2 separate regions of the Anser cygnoides genome follow, and region 1 is linked to region 2. Evidence: chromatin contacts called from public Hi-C data. All regions are on one chromosome and are shown on one strand. The core of a region is the stretch at or near the end of the contact, and the rest is flanking DNA. Distances in the headings are between cores, read along the strand shown. Region 1 holds the start of LOC106049823 (inhibin beta C chain-like). Region 2 holds the start of LOC106049005 (17-beta-hydroxysteroid dehydrogenase type 6-like).

Region 1 (7,750 bases), core at 532-3,031, 260 kb before region 2:
ACAGCAGGAGTGCCCCGATGCCTGGATGTTGTTAGCTTTGACGAGGTTGAAGACGGCTGTATGGAAGGAAGATGCCATCCCAGGGCTGCCTGCCACGTGCAGAGGGCACTGGCCCACACAGTAGTTTATCTGGTAGCCCTCAGGCTTAATGATCCAGTCGTTCCAACCAATGTCGCGGAAATCCACGTAGTAGTCCTTGCGGCAGCAGAGGTTGGAGTTCTGGCTGCAGCGGAGGCTGCGCTTGGCCACACGGTGTCCCAGCTCCCGCACCTTTGCCTCGGCCACCAAGAAGGGCTGGTGGGACTGGGTGGCATTGACTATGGCCACCACATCACCCCTGTCCCCACGGCTTTCCAGTTCCAGCCGCAGGGTCCTGTGTTCTCCCCTAAAGAAACTCTGCAGGGCAGGCATGAGGGAGAAGGTGCGCCAGCCGCTGCCCTTGGCGCTCAGTCGACGCTCACTCAGCAACGTGCGATTTCCCCCCACCGCGTCGCCATCCCCACCGGCCAGAAAGATGCTCAGGGTAAGGTTGGCTACCGAGTCTCGGGGAACTTGCAGGTAGAGCCAAAGTTGAGCTTGCAGGATGTGAACGTCCTGGTCTTGCGTGCGAGTGAACTGGAACTGCAGCCCCATGCCAGAGGGAGACGTGGGCTCTGAGGGGAGAGAGGGGAGAGAAGGTGAACGCTGAAGGAGGATGCTGGGGGAGGTGAGGCTGCAGCAGCATCATTAGGGCTGATCTTCTGACTTCTTTTTGGGGAAGACCTATAAAACTCCTTCCCTCCACACAGGGTCTGTCCCTCCCTTCCCTGGGGATGCTCCCCGGGAAGGCTGCCTGTGCGTGTGTGCAACGAGGGCCTGTCCCACCCTGCCTGGCAGAAAGGACACAGAAGGGGGCAACAGGGACCTGCTCTCACCTGGCCCTTCCTTTGCCACACAGGGCAAGGCTGGAGGGTCCCTGCAGCCCCCCAGTCCCACTACCTGGGCACCCTGATCGTCAGGAAGGGGCCGGGCACTGCAGCACTACAGGCACAAGGACCTGAGCAGCCAACGCAGCAGCGAGAGAGGGGCCACGTCTCACCAGCAGCTCCGGGAGCCCCCCGGCACACGGCAGGTGCCCGAAGGAACAATCCCGTTACCGGCTGCTTGGCTCTGGGACCCCCACCTCGCTGCGAGTGGGTGGCCAGCAGTGGCTCCGCAGTCCCCCGAGGGTCGCAGGCTGCACACACACACCCCCCCCCGGGGCTCCCCAGGACAGGGACCAGCCCCAGGGCTGGGGGCACCGTGCCCCGGGCGTCGCGCAGACCCGGGGACCTCCCCCGGGCCGCCACCGGCCGCAGCCCAGCCGGGATGCCCGCTCCTCGGCGGCTGGGCTGAACCCCCCGGGGATCGCTACGGGTCCCCGGGGAGCCCTGGCACCCACCTGGCTCGGCGAAGCTGATGATCTCGTAGCCCCGCTCCTCGGCGTCGGGGCCCCGGCGAGCACCGGCCGCTTGCAGGCGCCGCACGGCGCGGGCCACGGCGGCTCGGGGCACGGCGTGGGCGAGCCTCGGCCGCTCCCGGAGCCGCAGCTTCTCCAGGAGCTGCCGCTTGGCCGCCTCCTCCAGCAGCCGCCGCTCCGCACCGGCACCGCACGACGGGCACCGGGGCTCCGCCGCCGCGCACAGCACCGCCGCCAGCAGCAGCCACGGACCCGCGCCCCGCGTCGCCATCGGCACCGATGGGACCGGGACCGGGACCGGGACCGGGACCGGGATGGGACGGCACCACGAGTGGTGCGGAGCCGCCCGCCCGCTTTGGGCACCTGCAGCCGGGGGCGGGCCCGGTGTCCCCCCGCCATTGGCCGGCTCACCTGCCCGTCCCGTCGGGCTGCGGCCGGGGCGGGGGATTACCGGGATTAGCCCCCCCCCGCGGCAGGGGTAAGGGGGGGACGATGCCTTGCGGTGCGAGGGAAGGGGCTTCGAGAGCACCGGGACGCCCCCCGCGTCCCCGCGAGAGGGGTCCCCGGGTCGGCCGCGGGGCTCCCGGGGGGGCGGCTCCAGCCCCCGACCCACGGGGGGCACCGCGGGGGCCAGCCACGAGCGGCTGCACGCAGGGGGGGTGTGCACGGGGGGCCTGAGTGTGCACAAGGGAGTTGCACTCCCTGTAGGAACTTGGGATCTGCACGCCCGCAGCTCACCCCACCGTCTGCCCAGGGTGCCGAGGGGTCCGGACAGCCCCCCCCCCACAGGGGTCCACGGTGCTGAGCTCCTCTGCGTGGCCCAAAACCTGCAAGTGAGGGCTGGGGTGAATCCTGCCCAGGTGGAGGAGCGGTGTTTCTGCAGGACTGATCCCAGCCCCACCTGCCTGCCCCCAGAGCCCACAGAGCTGTCCCCACGCCCCGGGCATTGCTCCCCGCACACCCCGCAGCCACCCCGGCAGGGCCAGGGCGGTTCGTTGCTGACCGAGCACCCTGCAGGGTGCCCAGAGCAACTCCTGCAGCTCCTGGGCACTGCTCGCATCTCTGGGCTTTTGCACCCTGCCCATAGGATGAGCTGGGGGGGGGGGGGGACGGGACGGGTCTCAGCATTTTCACAGAACGTCTGAGGTTGAAAGGGACCTCTGAAGATCATCTAGTCTACTGCAAGACACAACCCCTTCTTTTCTTCAGACTCACCCCAGGACGGAGCTGGGCAGAGCCAGCCGCAGGGCAGGGCAGGTGCATGCTGTGCACCCCCCTCCCCACAAATCTAAACGGATGTCTGTATGTACTGCAGGTTAACGAGGTGGCAGGGAGTGTCACAGCAACCTGGCGATGGTCTTCAGATTCCCAGCCCCAGGTGCTGCGCTCAGAGCAGCGCGCACAGCCTGAGTGCAGGGCACAGTCTTGTAGAAAACACTCAAGTCGGTTCAAGGTGAGATGTTGCGGGGGCAGCAGGAGAGCCCAGCACCCTTCTGCCAGAGCAGGGAACCCGCGGGGTGCACTGGGAACCTGAAACCCAGCCAGGCCTTCGGCCATGTCCTGCACCCGCTGTGCCATGCAGCACTGACTCCAAGGTCTTGACCACACAGAGCCCCTGCCTCTGGCCAAGCACAGAGGTGACGTGTAAACAGAGTGGGCTGTCTGGGAAAAAGCACCCACCGGAGATGATGCAACCACAGTGCAAGGGGCAAAGTTCTCAGCTGGCTGAGCCTGCTGGCAGCTCCCAGAATAGCCCAGGAATGTCAACAGGGAGGAAAGAGTGGGCACAGCATGGCCTGGGAGCACGGCTCCCACAGGGGCTGTGAGCCACGGCTGCAGGCAGCAGGCAGCCAGCACTGCCTGGGTACCGGCAGGGCTGTGCGTGTGCTTCTTCCACCCAGGCTCTGACACAGGTGCACTGGTGATGCACAGAGTCACATACACGTGATGCTGTCACTCCTGCTTGCACACAAAGCACATGTCAGCAAGTTTCCCCCTCTGCGCACATGCATATGCCCACAAACATGCCTGCTTTGTTGCACGCACTCGCTTGCACAGATTGCTGTGCGGTACATACCCAGCTCCATGCTCCCTTGCACACATGCGCTCAGTCTGCCTCCCGCATGCTAGGGCACGCACTCAGTTTGTGGACACGCTCTCACATGCACCTCGTGTCCATGTACCTGTGCTGGAAGTGGAGCATTTCCTTTTGGGCTGTCAGGACAGGTTTAATTCACTGCAGGGCCGGGCTGCTGCTGCCTTCAGCTCACGGGGAGAACTGGGTCCCTGTGGCTGACGGTCCCCACATGGGGACATCCCCACGGTCCCACTGACAGGCGCTGGCTCAGGTACCAGGCAGGTGGCCACAGACCAGGGGATCATTGAAGCCTCTGTGTCACCACCACCTCCCTGCCGCCACACCGCTTCTTCACACACACAGGAAAGGGAAACTGAGGCACAATGCCTTCCTGAATTCCTCCTTCCCTGCCAGATCCACAGAGCCAGGGTCGGGGCTGTGGCACAGCACGAAACAGGGGAGACAAAGAGTCGGGCAAAGAGAGTGAATTGCTTTCTAACCCACCTTCCTTTCCAGGCTGGGGAGCAAGATGTGCCCAAAGGGATGAATCCCTTCGAACCTACCAGGATCCTTCAGGATTAGCCAACCCCATGCAGCTGCTCCCATAAGCACCCGTTTCCCTCCAGCTTAGCAAGAGCATCCAGCCTGCCCCGCTCCCTCGCACTGCAGCCACGTGCCCCCTCCCACACTCTGGACCGCCAGATCTAGGCCAGGGGTCAGCACGGAGCTGTGAGCGGTTCTTGCACCCATTGCGTAAGTGTGTTGTTGATTAAGCAGTTCCCAGAAAGCAAAGACAAGGGACCAGCCTGACCAAAATACCCGCCCAGGTCCCCCCGGGCCCAGCACTCGCTGCACACATGGCTTCTGGGCCTCCGACCTCGTGTCCGGTGGGGCAAGGGTGGCACCTGCCAACCTGACCTACAGGTGCCAAACGGCTGGGGTAAGCAGGGACCCCCCACGAGCTCACGCACCGGTGCCCGAACATGGCTCCTGCTGTTGTGCCTGTTTCTGCATGGCTCTGCCCACCGATCCCAGCCAAGGCAATGCCAAATCCAGCCAGGACCATGGGTCTGGGGCCGTGGCTCCATCACAGAGAAGCTCCCTCCCCACAGGCTGCAAGCCAGTGCCCAGGCTGGCGGCTCGGGGCAGCACCCGCAGGGCTGGTGGCACAAGGCATCGCAGCGAGCCTTGAAGGCGGTTCCAAAGGCATCAGCTGGGACAGGGCGAGGGGACAGCCTCAACTTGCGCCAGGGGAGGTTTAGGTTAGAAATTAGGAGACATTTCTTCTCAGAAAGAGTAGTCACGCGTTGGAACAGGCTGCCCGGGGAGGTGGTGGCGTCGCCATCCCTGGGAGCGTTTAAGGAAAGGTTGGAGCCGGTGCTTGGGGACATGGTTCAGTGGGTGATGTCGGTGGTAGGGGGACGGTTGGACCAGATGATCTGGGAGGGCTTTTCCAACCTTAATGACCTTAATGACTGTATGACACCGCCGTACCCCGGGCTTGAGGGCCTGCACCCGACAGGCGCCCCCGGGCTGGGGCCCTGCCAGCGGGGCCGGGAAGAGCCGGCTCCAGCAACACCAGGGCCCGGGGCCGGGGCTCGGCGGCCCCCTTTCCCTCACTGCCGGGTCCCCCCCGGGCCGAGGGGCGAGCGGGAGGGACCAGGCCCGGACCCCCGGTACCGGCCGCGCCTCTCGCGGCCCGCGGGCGCCTCCCGCCGGCCGGGCCCTGCCTGCGGCGGCCGGGCTCCGACCGCCGGGGTCTGGGTTCCCGGGAGCTCGGCGCGGGCCCCAACAGCGCCTGGGAGGCCCCGGCGATGCTCGAGGCTCACCCGGTGCCTCCGAGCCAGCGCCGCGGGCCGGCAAGTGCCCGTGCGAGGCGGCGAATTAAAGATTAAACCTTTTCAAGGCAACGCCGGAGGCTTTCAGGAATTCCCACCCCTCCCCTGCGAGCCGGGCGCTGCCAAGAGATACCCAGCTGGCGCGGCGCGCCTGGCCCGCTGCTTCAGGGTCTGTTGATACTGGCAAAGGCTCCTTGCAGGAGCCACCGGCCACAGCCACGCACCCCCGTCCCCTCAGCGGAGCGGAGGCCCAGGGGGACGGCACCTCTGCACCGGGCTTGGCACAGCCCGAGGGCACAGCGCCCGTGCTGGGTCGAGGCCGGCTGCACGGCCTCTGCGGTGCTGGGCCAGCCTTGGGGGGGCTGCAGGGAAGGGGCTCCTGCTGGGTTTGTGCCCCCAGGAAGCAGCAGGACGAGCACAGCAGTGCCTCCAGGCACCTGGGCTTGCCTGCTGAAGATAGCTCGTCCAGAGACCCCCCCCCGTGGACGGGGAGCCCCGGCAGGAGCTCAGTGTCACAGCATGGGGCGAGGGGCCCCAGCGGTGTGAGCATCCCCCTCGTGCCCCTCGTCCCTCCTACCAGCCAGGGAAGCTGCACCCTGCTGCTCTTGGGGTTTCTGTTCTGCTCCCCGGCTGGACGCTGCTCTGCGCCCACGCTCAGACCAAGGTTTCTTTCGCAGAGGAGGAATAGACCTGCAAAATGTCGGGGCTGTGGTGAGGCCCAGGCAGTGGCTTTTTCACACGCGGCTTTTTAGGGCTTTAAACGCACGGGTGCTGCCAGGACCACCGGCCTCAGGGGTGGATGGGGGGATCCTCATGCGCACTGGGGCCTGGCTGCAGAGAGAGACAGGGATGAGGGCTCCTGCCCTCTGCCAGTCCCCCCCCAGCTGTGGGGGGAGCTCACCCCATGGTGCTGCCACTGGGGGATCCCCCAGCCTTGGTCACCCTCACATGGGGATGGGGCTGTGGGCTGCAGCTGGGCATCCTGTGTGCCCAGAGGGGGGGACAGGCTGCATGCATGGGAAGGAGAGCAGGGGGTGCGGGCCCCAAGCCCTGCTCAGCTGGGGAACCTCTGACTCGGAGAGGTTGGGGAAAATGTGGTCAGGTGGCTGGCAGACCCCTAGGACAACGCATTCTGCCCTGGGCTCAAACTGCCAGGGGCAGGGAAGGGCCTCAGAGGCCAGGGACCCTCTCGGGGGAGCTGCTGAGGGTACCCAGGCCCCCCCAACCAGCAGGACCCCACTGTTACCATGGGGCACAGCACCCCAGCAGCAGGAGTTGGCACGGGGACAACGTTTGGACCCAGGGGGTAGGCAGTAGTCCCACAGGGCTGGCAGGAGGACCCCACCGTGTGTCCTGCCATGTCCAAAGCACACCTGCAGCCCAGCGAAGGGAAGAACTGGGGAACAGGAGCTGGGCTGGAGAGGGGGCTACCGCATGGCAATGCATGCCAGCCCTCTCTGCTCTGAGCCCCGTGGGGAGCATGTTGCTGGGTCAAGGAGGGGAACCAAGGGCACCCCAACCCCACAGGAGGCTTGTGGTACCTCAGAGCTCTGCCGAGGGTCTTTGGCTCGTGCATCCCTGAGCCCAGGCAGCTGCAGGGCCACAAGGCTGCAGTCAACATCTCCTCCTGCCCCGCACCTCAGCCCCTTTCTGCCCCAGCCTGCTGCAGCCTAGAGAGCTCAGCACTGGCCCCAGGAAAGCTGTTTGTTAAATAAATACAGACAGTGAAAAGAGGCATTGAAAAAGAAGGAGGAAAAAAAAACACAGAAAACAAAAAAACAAACACCAAATCCTCTTTGGGTTTGCGCAACTGGCCTTGGGTCCCAGACAGTATTGATCCCCGAGTCTTCCACCCTGCCCGTGCAGCAGCTGGGTCAGCAAGAACCCTTCAGGGCTGAAGCCCGGAGACGCTGGGGCCTGGGAGCCCTGCCCTCAGCACCGTGCTCCTGCGACCTGATGGGGAGACGCGGGTCCGTGCCCCAGCAGCTCAGTGAGAGCACCCACCCCAGGACGTGAGCCCCGCAGGCAAGCACCGTTTCCTGCTCGTGGCTGTTCCACCTCTGCTCACAGCACCACAGGTGCTCTGCAACAGCCTGCAGCCCAGCTCCGGCTCCAGACAGGGCCGCTCACAGCCCCGACCACCTCAGCCTGGTCCCCCCTCCCTCCACTGCTCCTCTTCCCCCCCGGTTCGGTTGTCTCCAGCTGCTGGGGTGGTGGGGTCAGTGCCTGCGTGGCTGGTCACAGGGCTGCGGTGGCTCTGCTCTGTCCCAGCTGGCTGCGGACACCTCCCCGGGGTCTGCCCCCACGAGCTGCCCTCTCCCACCTCAGCACCCTCTCCGCGTCCTCTCGGCCCTCGCACACGGGGGACACGTGTGGAGCAGTGGAGAAACCCGAACG
Region 2 (6,858 bases), core at 4,107-6,606:
GCGATGGGCTGGGGACCTTCAGAGCGGCGCCCACCTCCTCCTCAGAGCAAGCTCCTGCCTCAGCAGTGTTTGGATGTCCTTGAGCCAGCTGTGTCCGAGCCTTTCTATACCTCCCTCCAGATGTGCCTGACCCAGCCAGAGGAGCTGCACCCTTGTGAACGCTGCGGCCCCAACCCTGGGGTTACCTGGGCAGGTCCTGTGCTGCTCTGGTCCCGCTCAGCGAAGGTCTGTCGCAGCCCATCCCGGTGTGGGGGCCATATAAATAGAGGCTGGCATGCAACAGCCCCAGCCCAGGTATTGAGCAGCAGCTGGGGGAAGAGCCAGAAACCCGAATTGCTCTGGGTCATCCTGCAGGAGAGGCCGGATTGCACCAGCTCCCGGTATAAAACTCCATTTCTTAATTGCGATTCACCGCCTCATCTTGCACAGATCCATGTGCTGGGAGCTCTGCTCTGGCCTCTGGTAGCTGCCTGTGCTGGCAGAGCTGGCTCAGACCCTTCTGGACGCAGCGCTGGGCTGAGTTTGCCTGGCTCAGGAGCCCTGGGGCGGCTGCTTTGTCCCCTTTACCCAGGGCAGGCAGCAGAGGGGCTGGGGCAAGCTCAGAGCAGCGAAGCGGGGCTGGGGGCTCCCCTGGCCACCTGAAGCAGCGCTCACTCCCCTTCCCAGCCGCTCTGCCCGTGGGGCACGGAGCCGGCTGCTGCAGCTCGGAGCACCTGGGTGTCCCCAGCACCAGGGCACAGCGAAGCGGGCAGGGGCTGGTGCAGGCGGGGAGGCTCGGCGCAGCCGTGCCGACGCTTCTGTCCCGTCTCTCCCGGTGCAGGCAGGGGCATGGCCTCGGTGCGCTGTCTGAGGGAGGGGGCACAGCTAAAAAGAAAAGCCCTGCCGTGCAGGGAAGAGGACGTTGTCTTTATTCAGCAGCAAACCTGTTTGCTAGCAGGTGACGGCGAGTCGCAGGATGTACGCCGATCTAGGGGTTTAGGAACTTCTCCGCGCGGCTTCAGCTGCAGGGCGATGCCAGATCTCAGCCCCTGGCTGCTGCTGCCCGCAGCGGCCTCAGGCTTTCTGGGCAGGTTTGGGGTAGAGCCAGGTCAGGATCACGTCGGCGAGGGTGGAGGGCAGGTAGCTGAGGGGGATGAAGAGCAGCTTGGCGTCCCAGCCGGCCGAGTAGCGGGCGCGCGGGTAGCGGCTGGTCAGCGCGTGCTCCATGCAGTCCGTGACCAGCGAGAGGTTGGAGTTGCACCTCTTCTGCATCTTCCTGACTCCTGCCACAACTGCGGAGGCAGAAGGGGCCCGGTGGGTGCTGAGCCTCCTGCCAAAGGCAGCTGAACTCTCTGGCTCCCAGGGCGGCTGGACACCCTGTGGCCCCGGGGTGGGCTTTGGCTTCGGGGAGGGAGGACCGTTGCTTTAGCTGCTAGGTGGTGTACTTACAGTCCTTCAAGTAATTCTCCCCGTAGCCTGCTTTCGTTTCATCCGAGACCTTCTCCCAGGTGCTAAGAAAGCACTTCTCCAGGTTCTCGGCGCCGGTGATCGCTGTCTTGAAGTAGCCTGGCTCGATGATGCTGACCTTCACCCCGAAGTGGCGCATCTCAAGCCTGGAAGGATCCGAGCCCCGTGGGAGCAGATTGCAGCAGCCAGCACGGGGTCGTGCAGGATGCACGGCAGCCTTGTGACAGGGGACTGGGGGGGGGATCCTGAACACGCCAGCACACCCCGTGCCAGCCCCAGCACGCATCCGAGGTGGTTCATGAACAAATGTTTGCTGAGCCTGGATGGGATGGGGTCAGAACAGACCTCGGGGACGTTCCCCCGGGATCTGGAGCGAGGGCAAGGTCCAAGCAGGAGGTTTCCTGCCCGGGCAGGTGGTGTCAGCCTGGGGCCAGCAGCCTCCCCTGCAGCCAGGCAGATCCAGCACGCGGGGGAATGAAATCAGAGCCCTGCCACATCCTTCACCGTCCCCTCCCTTGGGCTGCCTCTGCGTGAGCTGGACTGAAGCCAGAGCGGAGGCTGCCAGCGGTGGCCGTGGGTACGGCACGAGGCGGCGCTCGCGTGGGTGGGCGCTGCGTCCCCAAAGGCCCTCTTCGTGCGTCTGGTGGCGGCAGCTAAAACAAGCCCACGTGTGCTCGCTGGGGGTGGCAGAGGAAGGGGTCTGCGCAGGCGAAGGCTCTGCCAGAGAAGTGAAGTGGCCTGAAGGACCAGCAGCGGGCTCTGCACGTGGACTTACCGGAGGCTGTCGGAGAAGGCCTCCACGCCGTACTTGGAGGGGCAGTACCCCCCGCCGAAGAAGGCGATGCGGCCCATCACGCTGGCCACGTTGACCACCCGGCCCCGGGCTCTGCGCACCAGGGGCAGGAGGCTCAGCGTCACCTCGATGAGGCCGACCAGGTTGACGTCCAGCACCTTGACGAAGTCGTCCTTGCTCAGCCACTCGTTGGGAGCAGAGGGGACGGCGATCCCGGCGTTGTTCACCAGCCCCCAGAGTCCTGGGGAGGGGATGGGGTGACACAGGGCCACTGTCCCCTGACGTGCCCCCAGCCCCAGCCGTGCCCCCCCCGTCCTACCTCGGTCACCCACACGCTCCCGGACCCAGGCGGTGGCGGCAGCAATGCTGTGGCTGGAGGTGACGTCCAGGAGGACGGTCTGCAGGCGCTGCGAGGTGGCCGCCCGCAGCCCGGCGGCCCCCGGCTCCGTCAGGCAGCCCGCCAGCACCCGCAGCCCCCGCGCGTCCAGCTGCCGTGCCAGCAGGTTGCCGAAGCCCGAGTCGCAGCCCGTGATCAGCACGAACTTCTCCGAGAGGCCGGGCACCGTCTGCCGCTCCCGGTGCCAGCGCCGCAGCCACAGCAGCCCCGCCAGCACCGCCGCCAGCCACAGCCACGGCCACGGCCCCATCCCGGGCAGGAGGTCGGGGCTCAGCGAGCGGAGCGGGGACACTCGGGGGGCGAGCGGGAGCAGGCGCTGCTGCAGCCGCAAGCGCTGGATCAGGCCCGCACCGACCTTGGACCTGCCCAACCCCGCAGGGCTGGGTAAATCAGTGCCGGTGGTGGGGCCGGATCTGGGGCCAGCAGCGCTGTGCCAGCAGCTGAGGCTGCAGCCGAGCCTGGGGAGGCACGGGCAGGGGGCTCAGCCCCACGGTGCATCCCCGGCCCCTTCCAGGCCAGGTCCTGGGCAGGAGCGTGATGGTTGCCTGCCCCATCCCGGTGTCGCCAGCTCTGTCGACAGCTGGGGCGCGCTGGAGGCGTCTGGCTGCCGGCACTGCCCTGGGCCGTGTCTTACGGCAGCGTTACGGAAGGAGCCTGAAGGAGCAGGCGCTGCGTTTCCTAACGCCGCTCGCTTCTGCTTTTATCACGGGCATCTGGTGGCTCTGGGAACCAGAGCTGGAGAGCAGCAAGAAGCTGCGCTGAGCTTGTAGGCACACGCCTGCACAGGCAGTGCCCACAAAACACTCCTGCGCTCCCGGCGGCGGCGCTGAGCCTCTCCCCTGCCCCCTTGCAAACCAGCCGAGGGGCAGCCCGTTGTCGGCATGGGGCTGCAGCCTTTGTGCTTGGTCCTTGGGGTTTTGGCTGGGTCTGCGCCCACACGGGCACCCCACGGCCCCACCCTCCCAGCTGCCTGATGCAGCCCCCCCGGCTGCTCCCCCTGCACGCACAGGGCACCAGAGGGGAGCACGGGGCAGCCCCTGCGGAGCCTGGGGCCAGCGAGGGCTGAGCTGCGTTGCCCCAAGAGCGGGGCAAGCACCGCACCGGGGTCTTCCGTGGCCAGGAAGGAGCTTTGGTCCCTCACAGCCCTCCCAGTCCCTGTGGTCGTTCTCCTCTGCCTGGCAGCGTTTGATGCCTCACCCATCCCCGGGGATGCCCCTGTCCTCCCCCTCCCTCCTGGCGAAGCAGGACCCCCCTGCTTGTGCAGCACGAAACCCCCGAAAGCAAAGAGCAGTGGGCGGACGCGAGGCAGCGGCGGTGGCCACGCAACACATGCAGGCACTCAGGGCAGCGTTGCTTTCTGTGAAATGGCCGCGAACGCCAACAACCGACTGGAGCGAGCGGGGCCCGGGCCGCAAGCCCGATGCCGGGGGGTATGGGCAGCACCGTGCTGGGCACCGGCTGCGCCCCGAGCGCGCTCCTAGGTGGTGCTGGTGGCGAGCAGGCGGTCGGCCCAGGCGCTGGGCAGGTAGGACAGGGGGATGTAGAAGAGTCTGGCGTCCAGACCGCATCCGTAGCGAGTGCGCGGGTACTCGGCTGTCAGCGCGTGCTCCATGGCGTCGGTGACGAGGGAGAGCTTGGGGTTGGCTGTGACGATTAAACGCTGAAAATTGCTGTTGTCTGCAGAGGAGAAGTGAGAGCTGGCCGGGCGCCCCGCGCCACGCTGAGGTTTAACCCAGCGAGGGCAGCACGTTTTGTTTTCCTTTCCCTGCCACAGGATCCCAGCCACAGCCCCCCGGCACCCCTGGCACCCGCACTCACAGGCCTGGAAGTACTGCTGCCCATACTCCTGCTTGACCTCGTCGGGCGCGCGGTCCCACGCCCGCACGATGCTCTGCCTCGCCTCGTCGGAGTCCAGGATGCTGGTCTGGAAGCAGCCGGGCTCGATGATGGACACCTTCACCCCGAAATCCCGGAGCTCGCGCCTGGGAGGCAGCGGTGAGCGTGGTGCAGCGGGGATCGGGGCTGGGAGAGGGACGGGGGGACGGGACAGGGGGTACCTGAGGCTGTCGGAGAAGGCCTCCACGCCGTACTTGGAGGGGCAGTACCCCCCGCCGAAGAAGGCGATGCGCCCCACCACGCTGGCCACGTTGACCACCCGGCCCCGGGCTCTGCGCACCAGGGGCAGGAGGCTCAGCGTCACCTCGATGAGGCCGACCAGGTTGACGTCCAGCACCTTGACGAAGTCGTCCTTGCTCAGCCACTCGTTGGGGCCGACCGGGTTGAAGATCCCAGCATTGTTCACCAGCCCCCAGAGTCCTGGGGAGGGGATGGGGTGACACAGGGCCACTGTCCCCTGACGTGCCCCCAGCCCCAGCTGTGCCCCCCGTCCTACCTCGGTCACCCACGCACTCCCGGACCCAGGCGGTGGCGGCAGCAATGCTGTGGCTGGAGGTGACGTCCAGGAGGACGGTCTGCAGGCGCTGCGAGGTGGCCGCCCGCAGCCCGGCGGCCCCCGGCTCCGTCAGGCAGCCCGCCAGCACCCGCAGCCCCCGCGCGTCCAGCTGCCGTGCCAGCAGGTTGCCGAAGCCCGAGTCGCAGCCCGTGATCAGCACGAACTTCTCCGAGAGGCCGGGCACCGTCTGCCGCTCCCGGTGCCAGCGCCGCAGCCACAGCAGCCCCGCCAGCACCGCCGCCAGCCACAGCCACGGCCACGGCCCCATCCCGGGCAGGAGGTCGGGGCTCAGCGAGCGGAGCGGGGACACTCGGGGGGCGAGCGGGGAAGGCGCCGGTGCAGCCGCAAGCGCCGGCTCAGGCCCGCACCGACCTTGGACCCCCGGGACCGGGCAATGACCGCGGGCGGGGCCAGGGGCTGAGCTCCCTGGGGCGCCCCGAGCCCCCCCTGCCCCTCCCCGGCCGCCGGGGCTCGCTGCAGCCCCGTGCGCTGCCCGTGCCCCTCTGGTAGGTGCCGAGCCGTGCCGTGCCGTGCCGTGCGGGACTGGGGTGGGCTTTGCAGTGCCCGGCCGTGCCGTGCCGTGCCGTTCTGGGCCATGTCGGGCACTGCAGTGCCCACTCCCGAACCGAGCCGTGCCGTGCCGTGCGGGACTGGGGTGGGCTTTGCAGTGCCCGGCCGTGCCGTGCCGAGCCGTTCCGGGCTATGTCAGGTGCTCAAGCGCCCGTTCCCAAACCGAGCCGAGCCAAGCCTTGCCGGGGGAGGACTGGAGGCGAACTGGGCCGTGCCGTGCCGAGCCATTCCGGGCTATGTCAGGTGCTCAAGTGCCCGTTCCCGAGCCGAGCCGAGCCGAGCCGCATCTGGCTGCGGTGCCCAGGCTGTGCCGGGTGCCGTGCCGGGCCATTCCGAGCCGTGCCGTGCTGGGCCGTGCCGTGCGGGACTGGGGTGGGCTTTGCAGTGCCCGGCCGTGCCGTTCTGGGCCATGTCGGGCACTGCAGTGCCCACTCCCGAACCGAGCCGAGCCGAGCCGTGCCGGGCGGGACTGGCACGGACTTTGCAGCGCCCGGCCGTGCCGTGCCGAGCCCGGAACGGTGCTCAAGCGCCCGTTCCCGAGCCGAGCCGAGCCGTATCTGGCTGCGGTGCCCAGGCTGTGCCGGGTGCCGTGCCGGGCCGTGCCGGGCCGTTCCGAGCCGTTCCGAGCCGTGCCGGGCGGTGCCGCCCCCCAGCTCCCGGCGGCCCCCGGGCTCAGGCGGCGCCGCCGCTTCCCGCCGCCTGCCGCCATGGCGCGGTTCGAGCCGGCGGCGCTGCCCGAGCTGCTCCCGGTCTTCTACCGGCGGCTCTTCCCGCACGGCGCCTACGGCCGCTGGCTCGGTTACGGCGGCGGTGAGCGGCGGGGGGGGGCCGGGGGGGGCGGGGGCGGCGGGGCTGGGCCCGGGGGGGGCGGCGGGAACGGGGCGGGGGGGGGGGGGGTGGTGGGGGGCCCCGTGCCGGTCCGTGCCGGGCCCCCCCCCAGCCCTATCCGTGCCCCCCCCCCCCCCCCAGCGGCGAAGAACTACTTCCAGCTGCGGGAGTTCTCCTTCACGCTGCGGGACGACATCTACGTGCGCTTCCAGTCCTTCGGCAGCCCCCAGGAGCTGGAGCGGGAGCTGCAGAAGATAAACCCCTACAAGATCGACATCGGGGCCGTCTACTCCCACCGGGTGAGTCGCAGAACCCTAAAAACCCCAAACCAGAATCGTTAGGGTTGGAAAAGCCCCCCCAGGATCATCCGCT

The links. Hi-C and Micro-C count contacts between places; a contact is called where the count stands out from the background.
Region 1: a contact with region 2 is called in a Hi-C map of liver, with 2.3 times the contacts expected there. The contact joins the promoter of LOC106049823 here to the promoter of LOC106049005 in region 2. A contact is called at or near these places in 2 of 7 Hi-C or Micro-C datasets (both in liver).

What each region holds. Positions count from the first base shown.
Region 1 is chr32:3,474,391-3,482,140 of Taihu_goose_T2T_genome, reverse strand. It overlaps LOC106049823 (inhibin beta C chain-like), which reads right to left and starts at 1,781. Exons shown (of 2, transcript XM_048054742.2): 1 at 1,421-1,781; 2 at 1-653. The coding sequence starts at 1,709.
Region 2 is chr32:3,214,344-3,221,201 of Taihu_goose_T2T_genome, reverse strand. It overlaps LOC106049005 (17-beta-hydroxysteroid dehydrogenase type 6-like), which reads right to left and starts at 5,356. Exons shown (of 4, transcript XM_066985730.1): 1 at 5,029-5,356; 2 at 4,694-4,952; 3 at 4,455-4,618; 4 at 3,976-4,313. The coding sequence starts at 5,356. The coding sequence ends at 4,114. PRIM1 (DNA primase subunit 1) reads left to right here and starts at 6,308. Exons shown (of 13, transcript XM_066985722.1): 1 at 6,308-6,468; 2 at 6,628-6,785. The coding sequence starts at 6,366. LOC106049006 (retinol dehydrogenase 16-like) reads right to left here and starts at 6,267. Exons shown (of 5, transcript XM_066985723.1): 1 at 5,468-6,267; 2 at 2,559-2,998; 3 at 2,222-2,480; 4 at 1,429-1,592; 5 at 879-1,271. The coding sequence starts at 5,685. The coding sequence ends at 1,054. LOC136788050 reads left to right here. Exons shown (of 5, transcript XR_010827057.1): 4 at 4,411-4,631; 5 at 4,816-4,940.